Linked DNA regions of Rattus norvegicus: region 2 is linked to region 1. The links are chromatin contacts, called in public Hi-C maps. All regions are on one chromosome and are shown on one strand. Each heading gives the region's core, a stretch centred on a gene start, on an enhancer-like site or on the middle of the called end of the contact. The rest is flanking DNA. Distances are from core to core; before and after follow the strand shown. Region 1 holds the start of Cyb5b (cytochrome b5 type B). Region 2 holds the start of Nfat5 (nuclear factor of activated T-cells 5).

Region 1 (7,051 bases), core at 1,918-4,417:
CCCTCAAGGCACATCTACTTTTGCTTTGGAAGGACTCCAAATAAGCCTCTACAACCTCCCCCTGTGCCAAAAGACTTTTCCATTGTAGCCTCTCAAGGTCTTTAAAAACAGCCTTGCACTTAACTTTCCTACTTGGGGGTAGAAAAGAAATGATAAGAGTGCTTTAAATAAATTGTCATATGAATGATAAAGGTATTTTTATCACAGAACCCAGGGCCTTGCGCCTCCTAGGTAAGCGCTCTACCACTGAGCTAAATCCCCAGCCCCGTGTTTTTTGTTTTTGTTTTTGTTTTTTTTAAACACTGTTCATAGACAAACTGCATGAGAACCCATGGAAATGCTTGCTGAAAGTGTTGATTTCTGGTTCTATATCCAGACCCACTGGTCCCTGCATGTGTGGCAGAGAACTCTCAGAAGAGTCATGTGTTCTGAGGTTCCTTTCAGACTGTTCACTTATCAAAAATGTTTCCACTGCTTTTGACAATAATCTCTAGGAATTAAATCACACAAACATACATGTATACACTTGGAGGCAGAGGCACATATAGTGTATGCCTCTCTGAGTCTATCTTTTTTTTTTTTAAGATTTTATTTATTATATATAAGTACACTGTAGCTGTCTTCAGACACACCAGAAGAGGGCATCAGATCTCATTACAGATGGTTGTGAGCCACCATGTGGTTGCTGGGATTTGAACTCAGGACCTTTGGAAGAGCAGTCGGTGCTCTTAACCACTGAGCCATCTCTCCAGCACCCGAGTCTATCTTTTTATTTCTTTTGAAGGAGAACTGGTACTTGGACCTGGGACCTCGGGCATGCTAAACCAGCATTCAGTTTTTACACCTTCAGCTTCCAGAGTTTGTTTCTTGCTGGAAGTGGTGGCTGGAATTTGGGAAACGGAGCTAGGTGGATTAGGAGGTAGGGTCATCCTTGGCTACAGGGTCAGTTTGAGGTCACATAAGACCCTAAGCCAAAAAAACCCCCCAAAAACCCAAAACCAAAACCAAAACCCAACACACACACACACACACACACACACACACACACACACACACACACACAAAGGGCCAGAGAGATGGCTCAGCTTGTAAAAGTGTTTACACAAAGCTTGATGATTTGAGTTTGATCTTTGCAACCTTCATGGTAGAAGGAGAGAACTGACTACTAAAAGTTGTCCTCTGACCTCTATAGGGATTCCCCCATAAGTAAACAAATGTACTTTTTAAAAAGTGGGGTGGGGGGAGTGACGCCACAATAGGGGCTCAGAAGGTAATAGCACTTGCTGAGCAAAAATGAGGACTTAAAAGTTCAAGTCCCCAGCACTCACGTTACAAGCCAGGCAGGCCTTCATACATCTGTAATTCTAGTTCTGGGGTGGTGATAGAGAAAGGCAGATCCTGGGAGCTTGCTGGCCATCCGGCATAGCTGAAAACAGCAAACTCCAAGTTCAGTGAGAGACTTTCTCTCAGGTAACCAGAGGAGGAATGACAGAGGAAGACACCTGACACACTCCTCTAGCTTCCTTCTGCATGTATGAGTGCGCACACAGATTTCTAAATCTCACATCCTCACAAAACAATGAAAGTAAAAAACATGACAAAGAGCCTGCTTCTTGTATTGCTGTTCTCCCTCAGACTCTGTTATGAAACTTGTGATGCAGTAAGTTTTCAGAAAGGAGAAATTCTGGAAATTAATATACATGGTTGAATTTAGGGGTTGTGGGAAATCCTAAGAACTGTAAGGGTTTCCCTTCATAGTAACAGAACCTCAAAAGAATTGCCTCCCTCAGATTGGCCTGTGGGCATGTCTGTAGCTCATTTTCTCGATTGCTAATTGATGTAGGAGGACCCAGGCCACCATGGGCTGCACCATCTGTAGGCATGTGGGCTGTATTGGAAAGGTAGCTCAACAGGAGCCTGAAAAGTGAGCCAATCAGCAGCTCCCCTGTAGTCTCTGTTTCAGTTCCTTTCTTGAGTTCTGGCCTTGGCTTCTGTGGAGACGACAGCTTAGAACCAGCAAGCCAAATAAATCCTGTACTCCTCAAGCTAGTTTTCGTCAGTATTTTATGACAACCATCAGCGCAAACTACAGTATATAATTTGTGTAATTAGGGATGTAGGATACAGAAAGTGGACATGGTGGTGCACTTTTAACCCAGTGCTTGGGAGGCAGAGGCATATGGATCTCTGTGAGTTCCAGGCTTGCCAGACTTACATACTGACACATGTTTCTAAATACATACATACATACATACATACATACATACATACAATTAGTGAAAGAGGTTGCAAATAGTTTACAGAGTCATGAGTGCTAGGCTGTGAAGTAACGCCATGATTTTAGGATGATCAGCCTACTAGTTTTTATGGCAATTAAAGATAAAGGCTCACAACCTTGCCCATTAACTTAGAATTCCAAATGCCCTAGACTTTTAGCAAGGGTCATCTGAAGTAAATCCTATTTTAGGCCATTTAGAAACTAAAACGGTGTAGATAGGCCCTGATCACTGAAGAATTCGACTAGAGAATATATTGTCTGTAGTGGAGGAAACTTGGGACATCTACCCTCACCCCAACTGTTGTCTACGGCCTTGTGCCTAGGAGCCCTGGAGTCCAGCACTCAGCAATTGCTGAGCGTAGTCCTCTCTTAACACACTCTCATCCAGGCTGCCAAGCCTCTGGGCAAGGAAGGTAGAGGTCACCACGCCTATTTTAATTGGTGAGTCTTTTGGAGCCTAAAGGGAACCAGTCACCCAAATCGGGGAGGGGGAGGGGGAGGAGACAGTAAAGCTTGTAACACGGGGGTTGCAATTCTGGTTGGGAAGATAAAGGGGGAAAAAGCGCTTCCGGTGACTTGGGGAACCTGGGTGGCAGGAGGTGAAAAGACACTCTGGAGACCGGCTCTGTTCTTTTAGGCCCCTGCCTTCTCATGGGCCGAGCAAAGAGAATGCTCTCCTGAGGTGACACCTGTCACCCAGCCACGTTTAGGTGCCGGTCCAAAATCACTGTACCTGATTGGCAAGATTGAAGGGGCTGGACGACTCTGATTGGTCAGTTGGACGTCAGACCAGGTTTTACCCGGTTACGGAAGCCGACAAGGACCAAGCGCGGGCCCGGCGTGAAGGAAGTTAGCCGCAGAATCCCAGATAGCGGCCGAGAGGGACTCGGATCCAATGGCGACCCCAGAGGCCAGCGGCAGCGGCAGGAATGGCCAGGGCTCCGACCCCGCCGTCACCTACTACCGGCTGGAGGAGGTGGCGAAGCGAAATACCGCGGAGGAGACGTGGATGGTGATCCACGGGCGAGTCTACGATATCACCCGCTTCCTCAGCGAGGTGCGGGCCTGGGTGACGGGAGGCCCCCGCGCGCTGCCCGGGTGAGGGGAGGAGGCCACGCGTAGCCGTCCGGCGCCCGGAAGGGGCCGTGATCCTCTGAGGGACTGCAGTCTCTGCCTCGGGTGACAACGTGCATTTCTTAATGCACGGAGCACTTGAAGTATGCTAGACCACACGCTACACCATCAACCCGTTTTCCATAAAGAGAAACTGAGGCTCGCAGAGGCTGAGAACTCTCAAGGGCACACGCACTTAACGACCTATCCACTCGAACCCAGTTCAGAACTGCTCCTTACTTTCCAGGAAGTATGCCTTAGAAAGCAATGCTTTTGGGGCTTTTATTTTCTTGAGAAGGCAGGACTTTTTTTTTTTTTTAATTAAAAACAATTAAATTATGTATGTGTGCCGGGGCATATGCATTTAGAGAAGCCAGAGGTCAGAATGCTAGGAACTGGAGTAAGAGGAGGTTGTGAGCCTCCTGATGTGGGTGTTGGGTACTGAGCTTGAATCTTCTGAGAGAACAGTATGTGCTCTTAACCAATGAGGTGAGATTCCTCCCACCCTCCCACCCTGTTCCTGGTTAGGCAGGAGCAGGAGGGAGGGAGGGAGGGAGGGAGGGAGGGAGGGAGAGAGAGAGAGAGAGAGAGAGAGAGAGAGAGAGAGAGAGAGAGAGAGAGAAAGAGAGAGAAAGAAATAAAGACAGCCTAGTTATGTAGCCCTATCTTCTGTCCTGGGACTTTTTTATGTAGACCAGGCTGGCCTGGAACTCAGAGATCCTTCTGCCTCTGCCTTCTGAATGTATCTTCTGTCCTGGAACTTTTATGTAGACCAGGCGTGGGCCACCAGCACCTGGCTTTCAACCCTTTTGTTAGCTCTTCAAATCAAATCTCATTACCCAGGATCTCTTGGAGACTGTTGGGCAACAGATAATTTTCGCCCCTTCTTGTGACAGGGTCTGATCTTCATCTCGATTACATAGTCTTTGTAGAACTTGAACTTCTAATCTTCCCAAGCGTGCCTTTCTAGGGATCCAGTCCCTTGTGCTTATTAGGCAAACACTGTCACTGTCTGTCCTGGGGTTTGACAGGAGGCCATTTGTGTATTTGGCCATGTGGTCACCTCAGTAAAGAAATTGAACATTTTCGCTCCCTCTTGTTCCTTGGCTGTCTGTCATTCTTTTTTGAAAGATTTATTTATTATATATAAGTACACTGTAGCTGTTTTCAGACAGACCAGAAGTGGGCATTAGATCCCACTGTAGACGGTTGTGAGCCACCATGTGGTTGCTGGGAATTGAACTCAGGACCTCTCCAAGACCAGTCAGTGCTTTTAACTGCTGAGCCATCTCTCCAGCCTCGCTGTCATTCTTAACCCAGGGAACCAGTGTGGAACAGTCACTGAAGATTAGTTTGAAGGTTGGATTTGTATGATCATTTTATTTTGTTATAGAATACTACCCTTATGGCTGACATCTTTTTTTTTTTTTTCTATTTTTTTCGGAGCTGGGGATCGAACCCAGGGCCTTGCGCTTGCTAGGCAAGAGCTCTACCACTGAGCCAAATCCCCAACCCCATGGCTGACATCTTATAACACAGCTTTGTTCTGAGAAAAATTAATTTCTTTGTGTGCGTGTGGTATAGGATGTTGTATATGAAGGCTTTGCACATGCCAGGCAAACACTACTTCTGAGCTAGTTTTTCAGAGTCATATCTTCCCTCCAGAGTCTCAGTGTGAAGTTTTACAAAGAGGATACTATGCTAATAATTTTTTTCTAGTAGGCAATGAGAAAAAGTCAAGAGTTGGTGATTTTGATTTGTGTAGTGGATGACTCCCTCCCTACCCAAGGTCAGGGAATGATCAGGATCCTTGCACATGCCAGGCAGCTGAAGTACTCTATCCCTGAGCATCGATGCTTGAGACATGATTTTACTCCATAGCCCAGGCTAGACATTAAATTTTCTGTAGGTCTCCTAGTTTAGCCTCGTTAGAGCTGGGATTTCAACTTTATGCCACCACATCTGACTCGCAGGTTTGTTTTTCCTCCTTTAAAAAAAAAAAAAGGTTCTTTGGCTTGAACCCAGGGCCTTAGATTAGTACAGGGCAAGCACTGTACATTGAACCAAACCCCCATACTCCAGCCCAGCTGTCTGCTTTATTGAGTGTTATTTTGAGATAGGCTCAAATATATGATATAACCTAGAACTCCTGATTCTCTTTCCTCTCCCTCCCAAGTACTAGAATTACAGCTGTGTAATAAATACTACTCCTGGGCTAACTTTTTTTTTTTTGAAACTGTATCTTTCTACGTAGCCCTGGGCTGTCCTGGAACTCACAATGTAGCCTAGATTGGCCTTGAACTCACAGAGATCTGCCTGCCTCTGCCTCTTGAGTGCTGAGATTAAAGTTGACCCAGCCTCATTTTTTTTTTTTTTTTTTTGGTTCTTTTTTTTTCGGAGCTGGGGACCAAACCCAGGGCCTTGCGCTTCCTAGGCAAGTGCTCTACCACCGAGCTAAATTCCCAACCCCTTGACCCAGCTTCATTTTTAAAACAACTGGTTGAGAGCAACATGGATAGAAGTAACTGTTGTGTTAATATGGACACCAGAATCAGTTGCTGTGAAATTCTGATAGTATATAATTGTCTGATGAGTGAAGGAGCCTGTCTGGGCAGATCCCTTGGTTTCTTTTGTCCATACAGTATTACTTCACAATACTAGTCTTAACTCTGTCTTCTGGTATTTGCCTTTCAATACATTTTCTGTTAAAGCATGGTATATGCTATATAGACAGTCCACGTCCCAGAATTTCTTGATTGGTTGAGCATAGAGAGTGAGTTTGGAAGGGCTCAGATAAGGAAATACTGCCAGCTATTTCACCTTGTATCTTGTCCGCAAGGCTTTCCTTGAGATCGTAAAGATACAGATCTTTATCTGTAGTTAGCTATTTCTTTTATCGTTGTCATTATTATTATTTAGACAGCGCCTTACCCGTATTTTCGGTGCCCAGACTGGCCTTGAATTTGTGGCAGTCCTCCTGTGTCACCTTCCTCAGTGCTGAGGGGACACGCTTGAACCGTCACCTCGCTGAGCTTGCACTTAGCTGTCCCATGTTAACTTGCTCCCTGCTCTCTAACCCTGTCCAAGCTTATTCAGTCACCTGCTTAATCGACTATCGGGTCCTTGCTCGGTGCCAGATACTGTTTGAGGTATAAAGATACAGTCGAGTAAACACCTGTGCCATCTAGAGTAGGAAGCAGACAGTAAACAGTAAATGAGTGACTTGTGCTCTGTGATGAGATAGTAGATAGGTGGAATCTGTGTGTGGGGGGAGATCATGAAGAGGAGGGTTGGCATTTTTTGGTATGAAGGCCAGAGGTAGAGTCATGAAGATGCCTAAAGGCCAGGAGGAAAGTGAGGGAGCTATCCGTGTGGATGTCCACACAGAGCATTCCTGGGAAAGGCACCAGAGGACTTGAGGCAGGAGTATGTTATGTTTGGAGACAGTCAGGGAGGCTTCAGTGGTTGGATCATGAGACAGAGTGATCAGAGGGATGATCTTGTCCTAGGATGAACTTGCTTTAGGTTGAGTTTTTGTGCTCAGAGGGAAAATCTTTGGAGACAAAGCATGGGGTACTATGATTTAATGATTAATTGGGTGGTTCTGGCAGCACTATTGAGAAAGCAGCACTAGAGGACTAAGGTGGAATTGAAGAGCGC
Region 2 (7,051 bases), core at 2,819-5,318, 140 kb after region 1:
AGAATCTGCGGTCCAAACTTTCTTCGGCCGATTACTTAAATCACTCTGGAAAATTTCCTTTCAGGTTTTGTGTTTGTTTAGCCAGATTCCTTACAATATATGTGTGACTAAAATCATTTTAACAGCCTTAATTGTATTACAAGGGCAATGGTTCTGTAGGTCTTGTGACAACACATTCTTCTGTATGAGTTCATTTAATTTCTTTTCAGCGGTTGATATTTGAGACTCTTTCATTTACAGTAGATCCGGCTACCACTGTTCATAACAGTGCCTAAGCAGGTCCAGGAGGGGTTAAAGAACGCTGATATAAAAACTGCCACTCTGTTATGTAATCTGTACAATTTGGAGTTGAATCTGGGCTCTGGTGAGATTATCAAATGACTAGGGAATACAGTATTTGATTGGGAAGTAATATAAAACAACCATGCACACTGCTACATCTGTATATCTGTCCCATGAACCTATTGTGATCTTTTTATTTTACAAGAAGCAATCTCCAAATTTAGGATGTTTAAATGATTTAATTTTTGTCGTTCTTCCTTGTCTTCCCTATTTTATGAAGAAGTACTGGCAGTGGGCTGTGTCTAAAATGTATCATTACAAGAATTACAGAGAAAGGGAACAGAATTGAGACATTCATGAACACACAGGAGAGTACCATGAGAATGAGAAACCACATTTATTTGTTTGTTTTTTCTTTTTTTCGGAGCTGGGGACCGAACTCAGGGCCTTGCGCATGCTAGGCAAGCGCTCTACCACTGAGCTAAATCCCCAACCCCGAGAAACCACATTTAACTTACAAAGTATATAATGATCAAAAAAAGGTTTTTTTTGGGGGGGGGAGGGGAGAGAAGGTCTCAATACATAGTCTTGGCTGGCTTAGAACTCACAGAGATCTGCTTGCCTTATCTCTCAAGTATAGGGGGTCAAATGTATAAACCATTTCATCAAGCTGCTTTTGATTTGTAGTGAAGCACGGTTTCATGTAGCTCAGTGTGGTCTTGAACTCCCAAGCACTGGGGTGACAGCATATGCCTCCATATCTAACTGGGTTTTGTCTTCTCCTCCTCTTCTTCCTCCTCCTCATCCCACCCCCCTTCTTCTTCTTGATACAGGGTCCCATGTACTTGATTCTCCTGCTTTCACCTCCTGAGTGTTGGGGTTACAGACCCTTCCCCTGCATTCAGGTCATATCTACTTACTCACTTGTGACTGGAGCTCCTGAATTCTAGGTTAGGGTCACACCGGGCACATAACCAAGGGTGATCTCGAACCTCTGCTCTTTTGCCTCTACTGAGGTTGTGACACTAACCTATCATCACTTAAGTGTTTGCAGAGCTGGCAACTGAAACCAGGGCTTCATCCATGCGGGGCAAACACTTTACTGAGCCACAGGAGCCTTTTGTTGTTTTGCTTTTGAGACAGAATCTCTTTACATAGCTCAGGCTGGCCTCGAACTCACTGCATAGCCCGAGCCATCTTTGAAAACTTGCATGTTCTTGCTCACCATTCATTACAGGCGTGAGTCACCAATCTTGGCTCATTAAGTCACGGAGTTTGAAAAGAATAAAATGAAAATCTAGTTTCTTTGTTTGTTTGCTTGCTTTTTGTTGTTCTTTGAGACAAGGTCTCAAACTGTAGTCCAAACGTAACCTCCAGCTCACGTCGATTCTCTTGCTTTAGGTGTTTATGCTGTAGATATGGGCCAGCATGTTTGGTGTAAATCTAGGTTTCTATGTTGCTGCAAAGCATGGACACAAGAAAAAAAATTCTCCTTCTAAATAGTTTTTCAGGGCTGGTGAGATGCTCAATGATCCTTGAAACTCAATGTAAAGGTAGAAGGAGAGAACTCATCTCGCAAAGTTTTCCTCTGACTCAAAATGTGCACCGGGGTACATCTGCCCACACTAGGTTTATGAGCATACAGTAGTACATACAATCTAAAGATTCAATTGAAACAGTTCTTTGAAGGATGTTTCTGTGGAAGGAGGGGCAGTGGATTTTCATTCATTTCCTTATAGCAAATGTTTGCTGTGCATGGTGGCTCATGTGTATAATCTCAGCACTTAGAGGCTGAGACAGGAGGATCACTGGATGTTTGAGGATAACCTGATCTACTGAATGGTAGGCCAACCTAGGCAACAGAGAGACTCTGAGTCAAAATTTTACACAGAGAGGGAGGGGGAAGCAAAGCAGAGGAGGAGGGGGAGGGAGGGGGAATTTAATGCAGGGCCGGCTGGAGTGGTAGGCCCTGGGCCTATAGAATGTCAGTCTAGAGAATTAACTGTCAAAGCCAAGTCACACTTAGTCACACTTTGGAGGATCCCTCTTCTTTTTGCTATTCTCTAAGCAGAGGAAATTTGATCAACAAGAAAGCATAATGGAAAAATTCAGTAAAGGTCAGAGAAGAGCTGAAAGAAAGGGGAAGAGGCCTTGTCCCTTCTTGACTTGTTAAGTAGGGTCAGAAAGGGGATTTCCTAGACCCTAAGTGTGTTTCAATTTCATAGGTTTGGCGAAAGGAATATGCTCAGCCACTCGCCCCGCTTCCTCAGTACCAAGGCTCAGCCTGGTACACTGTAATTTCCTCTTCATGTATTATGTAGTGACTAATGGAAGGGCTAGGTCACCAACCAATGTTGTACTCCAACTCAAAGCTATAGGATTTCAATTGTCCTTAGTGTAGTTGGGCAATAGGAGGCTTGAATCTTCTCTTATCAAATGAGGAGGGTAGCAGTTATGAAGGGATTTTCCTTGGGACTTGTTACAACAGAGTACAGTGGCCATAGAAATTTGAGGGTAGTTTCCTGTTTTGCTCTGCTATGTCTTGGGGTGGCTCTAAAAACCTTTCTTCCCTTGGACAGATGAAAATGCTCACAGGGTTCGTTGTTAATTACCACTAAGAATTCACTGAAGATGATTGGGCAACCTGTATCAGATGTTCAGATGAAAGGATCGGTGGCTGCTGATGACACAGATGTAAATTCTAGGTCTGCAGGTTAAGCTCTGTCAGGGGCCCACCCCAGGGATGCCTGCGCTGGGCCTCTCTTGCTCAGAGACTCTTCCCCAATACCAGCATTCTGAGTCCAGGTGAAGTGCCCAAATTCACAGAGTCAAAACCTTGTGAAAGATTTATAAATCCGCAGGGTTTTAGGATTTGTGACTAGCTTTGTAGACCCATTACTATAAATCAAGGCATCTCGAATACCTCAAAAACACTGCCCATGTGGCTGCTGGCATCAAAAAATCCCACTTAAAATTAAAAATTATTTTCCAAGATGCACACCCTGTGCTCCAATTGATATTTTAATAACTCGATTAAAAATTTCCCAGAAGTCTATTAGAGTCAGGAAACAGTCTGTGGTGTAGGTGAGGATTTGTTTTTGCAACGGAAACTTTTAGCCCCCATGAACAGAGCAGCCAAAAAAACTCATTTACATGTTTTTCCTCCATTCTCCCTTAGTACAGTGCAAAATGAAAACCTGTTTGGAAGAATATGTTTGCTTCTCTCTCTCTCTCACTCACTCACACATACACACACACACACACACACAGCACATGATCCAATTTTCAAATCGTCTTTTATTTTCCACTCCGGAGTAAATTCGGGTATTCATTATCACATAAAATTCGGGTATCATTACACATAAAATAAAAAAATTAAAGCCAGGCATGGTGGTACGCTCCTGTAATCCCAGCATTTGGAAGGCTGAGTCAGGAGAATTGCCCTAAATTTGAGGCCAATCTAAATCTACCTGGTGAATTGCAGGCCAGCTAGACCTACATCACAAAATCTCGTGTCTAAATAAATAAATACAGTTGCCATGAATGTGGTGTGGGTAACCTGGCAAGCACATCTCTGAGTCTGAGGCCAGCCTGATCTATGTAGTGAGCTCCAAGCCAGAGAGGGCCAACAAAAATAAACAAAAAACACGAACAAGAACAACAAAAAAATTCACAAACAAAACTCAATAACTCCTGGTGGGGGTGGGGTGGGGGGTATTAGAGCATGGTTTGCCCTTTGTTAATTAAAAAGTGAGTCTGACAGTCCTTGGCCAGCTCACTGCAGAAACTGCTATGAAAATCCCCGAAGGGCTGGGTTGCTGTCCAAGCCATGGAACTCTATTCCCCTGTGCGAGCTCAAGCGTGCGGGCTTCGATGGCTGCAAGTCTCTGGAGGTCTTTGCGGCTCCTTGCAGACATCTAGGTCCCGAGGGTCTGTGTCCTCCTAAGTACAGCACGGTGTAGGGCCGGCCGCCTCAGGCTCGCCGCCACCAGGTCGTGGCAAAAATCTTTTCCCTTCTCAGGGCCCCAGAAGCCAGGCCGCCTCCCTCCTCCCTCCCTCCTGGCGGGGCCCTTTCCCAGCCCGGGATCAGCAGCAGCCGCGGCAGCGACGGCAGGAAGCGAAGCCCTTGTTGATGCTGTTCTGTGGCGCGCCTGTCCGCCCTCCGTCGGCCACCAGGCTCTTCCGGGCTCCCGGACCTCCCCCCTCCGCGCGTGCGCAGTGCCTCACGAGGGGGCGGGGCTCAGATTCCTGTCAGCGGCGGCGGCGGTGGCGGCGGCCGTCAGTGTTCGCTGAGGAGAAGCCCGAAACGGACCCGTTGGCTCTCCCTCTCCCCTTCCCCGTCCGAACCTTCTTCTCTCTGGACTCACCGAGAGTCAGTTTTCCACTCCACAGAGCTGTTCTCCACTCCGAAGCCCTTCTCGTCGCTCGGCCGGGTGGGAAGTGACTGCCCTCGAGGAGGAGGAGGAGGCAGCGGCTGCCGCCCTCGTCTCACCGCCCCCGGTTCGGTGCCCGCGGATCCCGGAGAGGAGGTGCCGCCGCCACCGCCGCTCCCCCCCTCCCGCTGCCCTCGGGCCGGGCTGGGTCGAGCTGCGATGCCCTCGGACTTCATCTCATTGCTCAGCGCGGACCTAGACCTGGAATCGCCCAAGTCCCTGTACTCGCGAGGTGAGTCAGATGGGGGGTGGGGGGTGGGGCGTGGGGGCGGGGAGCGCGAGCGCGTCGAGTCCCGGGGGGTCCCCGTCGGGGCCGGGTTCTGGCGAGGTTGCCCCTCACGAGAGTCCTGGGCCGGCCGCGAGGGCCAGGAGTGATCTCGGAGCTGCGGAGCGGCGCCCCCTCCCCAGCGCAGCGCAGAGTGGCAGGGGGCTCAGGTTCCTCGCTGCCCCGAGTCCTCTGCGGCCCCAGAGGTTCGCAACCTGCCGGTCGGCGGATCCGGACTCCACCACCCTCGGCGGACTGCTGGTCCAGTCCTCCCCCGGCAAGGGAATCACCCCACTGGTCCCGCTGCTGGAGCCGCCCGGGGGGGGGGTCGGGGCGCCGCGGCTCATGTACCCCCGACTCTTCTCCTTGGCAAAGTTGCCCCACGCCGGGCTGCGTGGCCCCAAGGGGCTTCCGAGCTCAGGGTCACCATTTTTTTCTCCCTCTGGTCTTGTTTGTGCGCGGTCGTCCTTACCCCCCCCCTCCCCGGCCTAGTCCACTCCCTCCCCATGTCGGGACGGCCCCCCTCGGCCAGGCGTTCTTCCTTTCCTCGTCATCTTCTTGCCTGGAAAAGGCCCCGATCTTCTTTCTCTCTTTCCACCTCCGTGACATTCTAATTACTTCTCCTCTTTTACAAAGATAGGGATGCCCTCCCTGGATTACTTGTATACCTCTCCCTGGAGTACCAGGCTCAGTCCTGCCCTTTAAGAAAAATTCTCTTCTTTGCTGTTCAAGAGCTTCGTGCAGAGAGAAGGCAATGAACAGAGATTCCCATTAAAAACTATTTTGGCCAAGGCCTGCAGGGGATTCCCAGCATCTAAAACATTAATACTTGAGGTGATCTCTGCTGGGGTTAAATTCCTATACTGGACACCACAAGAATGTGTCAGAACAGGTTTCCTTTCCAAGGGGTATCAAATCAAAAACACCCCCATCTGTGCTCATTGCTACTTCTTATACCAGCGAGAGAAGGCAAAAGACCGTTCTATTATATTTTTTAAAAATATATCATGGTGAACCCTTTCCCCGAGAAATCCATCATTTCTCCTATTTTTGGTTTTACCAGAAAATTTCATCTCTTCGGGGTGGAGGAGGACTTCAGCCTGGCATTAGTGTATTTATATTAAGTGAATCAGAGGGATATGGTTTACCCTGGAAGGTGCCAGACTTTATAGACTTTTGAATTTGTACACAGAGTCCTATTTAGTAACTGTTAGGCCATTGTCTGTTGCTTTGATGACTTTAGATGGCAGTCACTATCCTGTAGACGTTTTTCAGATATTACCTGAAGTTTAGAAATATTGAAGTTTGAAGTGTCATAAGGAAGAGAAAATATCAAGAGATGTTCCTTAGAATAGGGCTAATGCACAATTTGATGCTAAAAATAGTCAACACAGTAATACCATTTGGGCAGTAATCATCAGATAATTTTCCATGAAACAAATGCTTTATCAAAATCTAAGTTTAGCTTTAGAGACCAGTGTAGAAGCAGCCCAACCTTCCTTTTGCAGAGAACAGACTAAACTAATATGGGCTTAGGCTCTTAAAAATACATAATAGTTATGTAAGAGATGTATGCTATCCTTGGCATTTTTTCTCATTCAGCATAAAAAGTACTTAATGCTTTTTGTGTTTTTCAGATTCTCTGAAGTTACACCCATCACAGAATTTTCATAGAGCTGGACTATTGGAAGGTCAGCAAAGTGGCACTGTACAGCATATTGTGTTAGTGTGCAAAGGCTCTCTCTGATGAAGTGGAAGTGGGAAAGTGGGAAACTTTGCAGACTCACACAATGTAGGTTTTTTGCTAAGGACCCTGATCCTTCTTTTAGAGCAGCTAAATGTTTCAGTGGATTTCATTGCTGTGCTTGAATTGCTTGTAGGCCGTTGTATCTGCTTTGAGAGGCCTTGGGAAAACCCCTTAGGGTCATTTAAAATTATGTGTTGGGTGTTCTATTTTATAGTATTTCCGTTAAATTGTTCTTAAACACAAACTAAATTTGAAAAGATTGAAACATAAGGATGATAAATTAATAAATGCAGCAGTGACACCAAACACATACTTAGTTTGAAA

The links. Hi-C and Micro-C count contacts between places; a contact is called where the count stands out from the background.
Region 2: a Hi-C map of liver shows a contact between it and region 1, with 2.7 times the contacts expected there. The contact joins the promoter of Nfat5 here to the promoter of Cyb5b in region 1. A contact is called at or near these places in 3 of 12 Hi-C or Micro-C datasets (frontal cortex, liver and mammary epithelial cells) and 1 of 1 datasets of contacts at active chromatin or transcription factors (oligodendrocytes).

Annotation. Positions count from the first base shown.
Region 1 is chr19:51,969,444-51,976,494 of GRCr8, forward strand. Cyb5b (cytochrome b5 type B) reads left to right here and starts at 3,168. Exons shown (of 5, transcript NM_030586.2): 1 at 3,168-3,335. The coding sequence starts at 3,174.
Region 2 is chr19:52,105,415-52,112,465 of GRCr8, forward strand. Nfat5 (nuclear factor of activated T-cells 5) reads left to right here and starts at 4,069. Exons shown (of 15, transcript NM_001107425.1): 1 at 4,069-4,947; 2 at 6,618-6,671. The coding sequence starts at 4,875.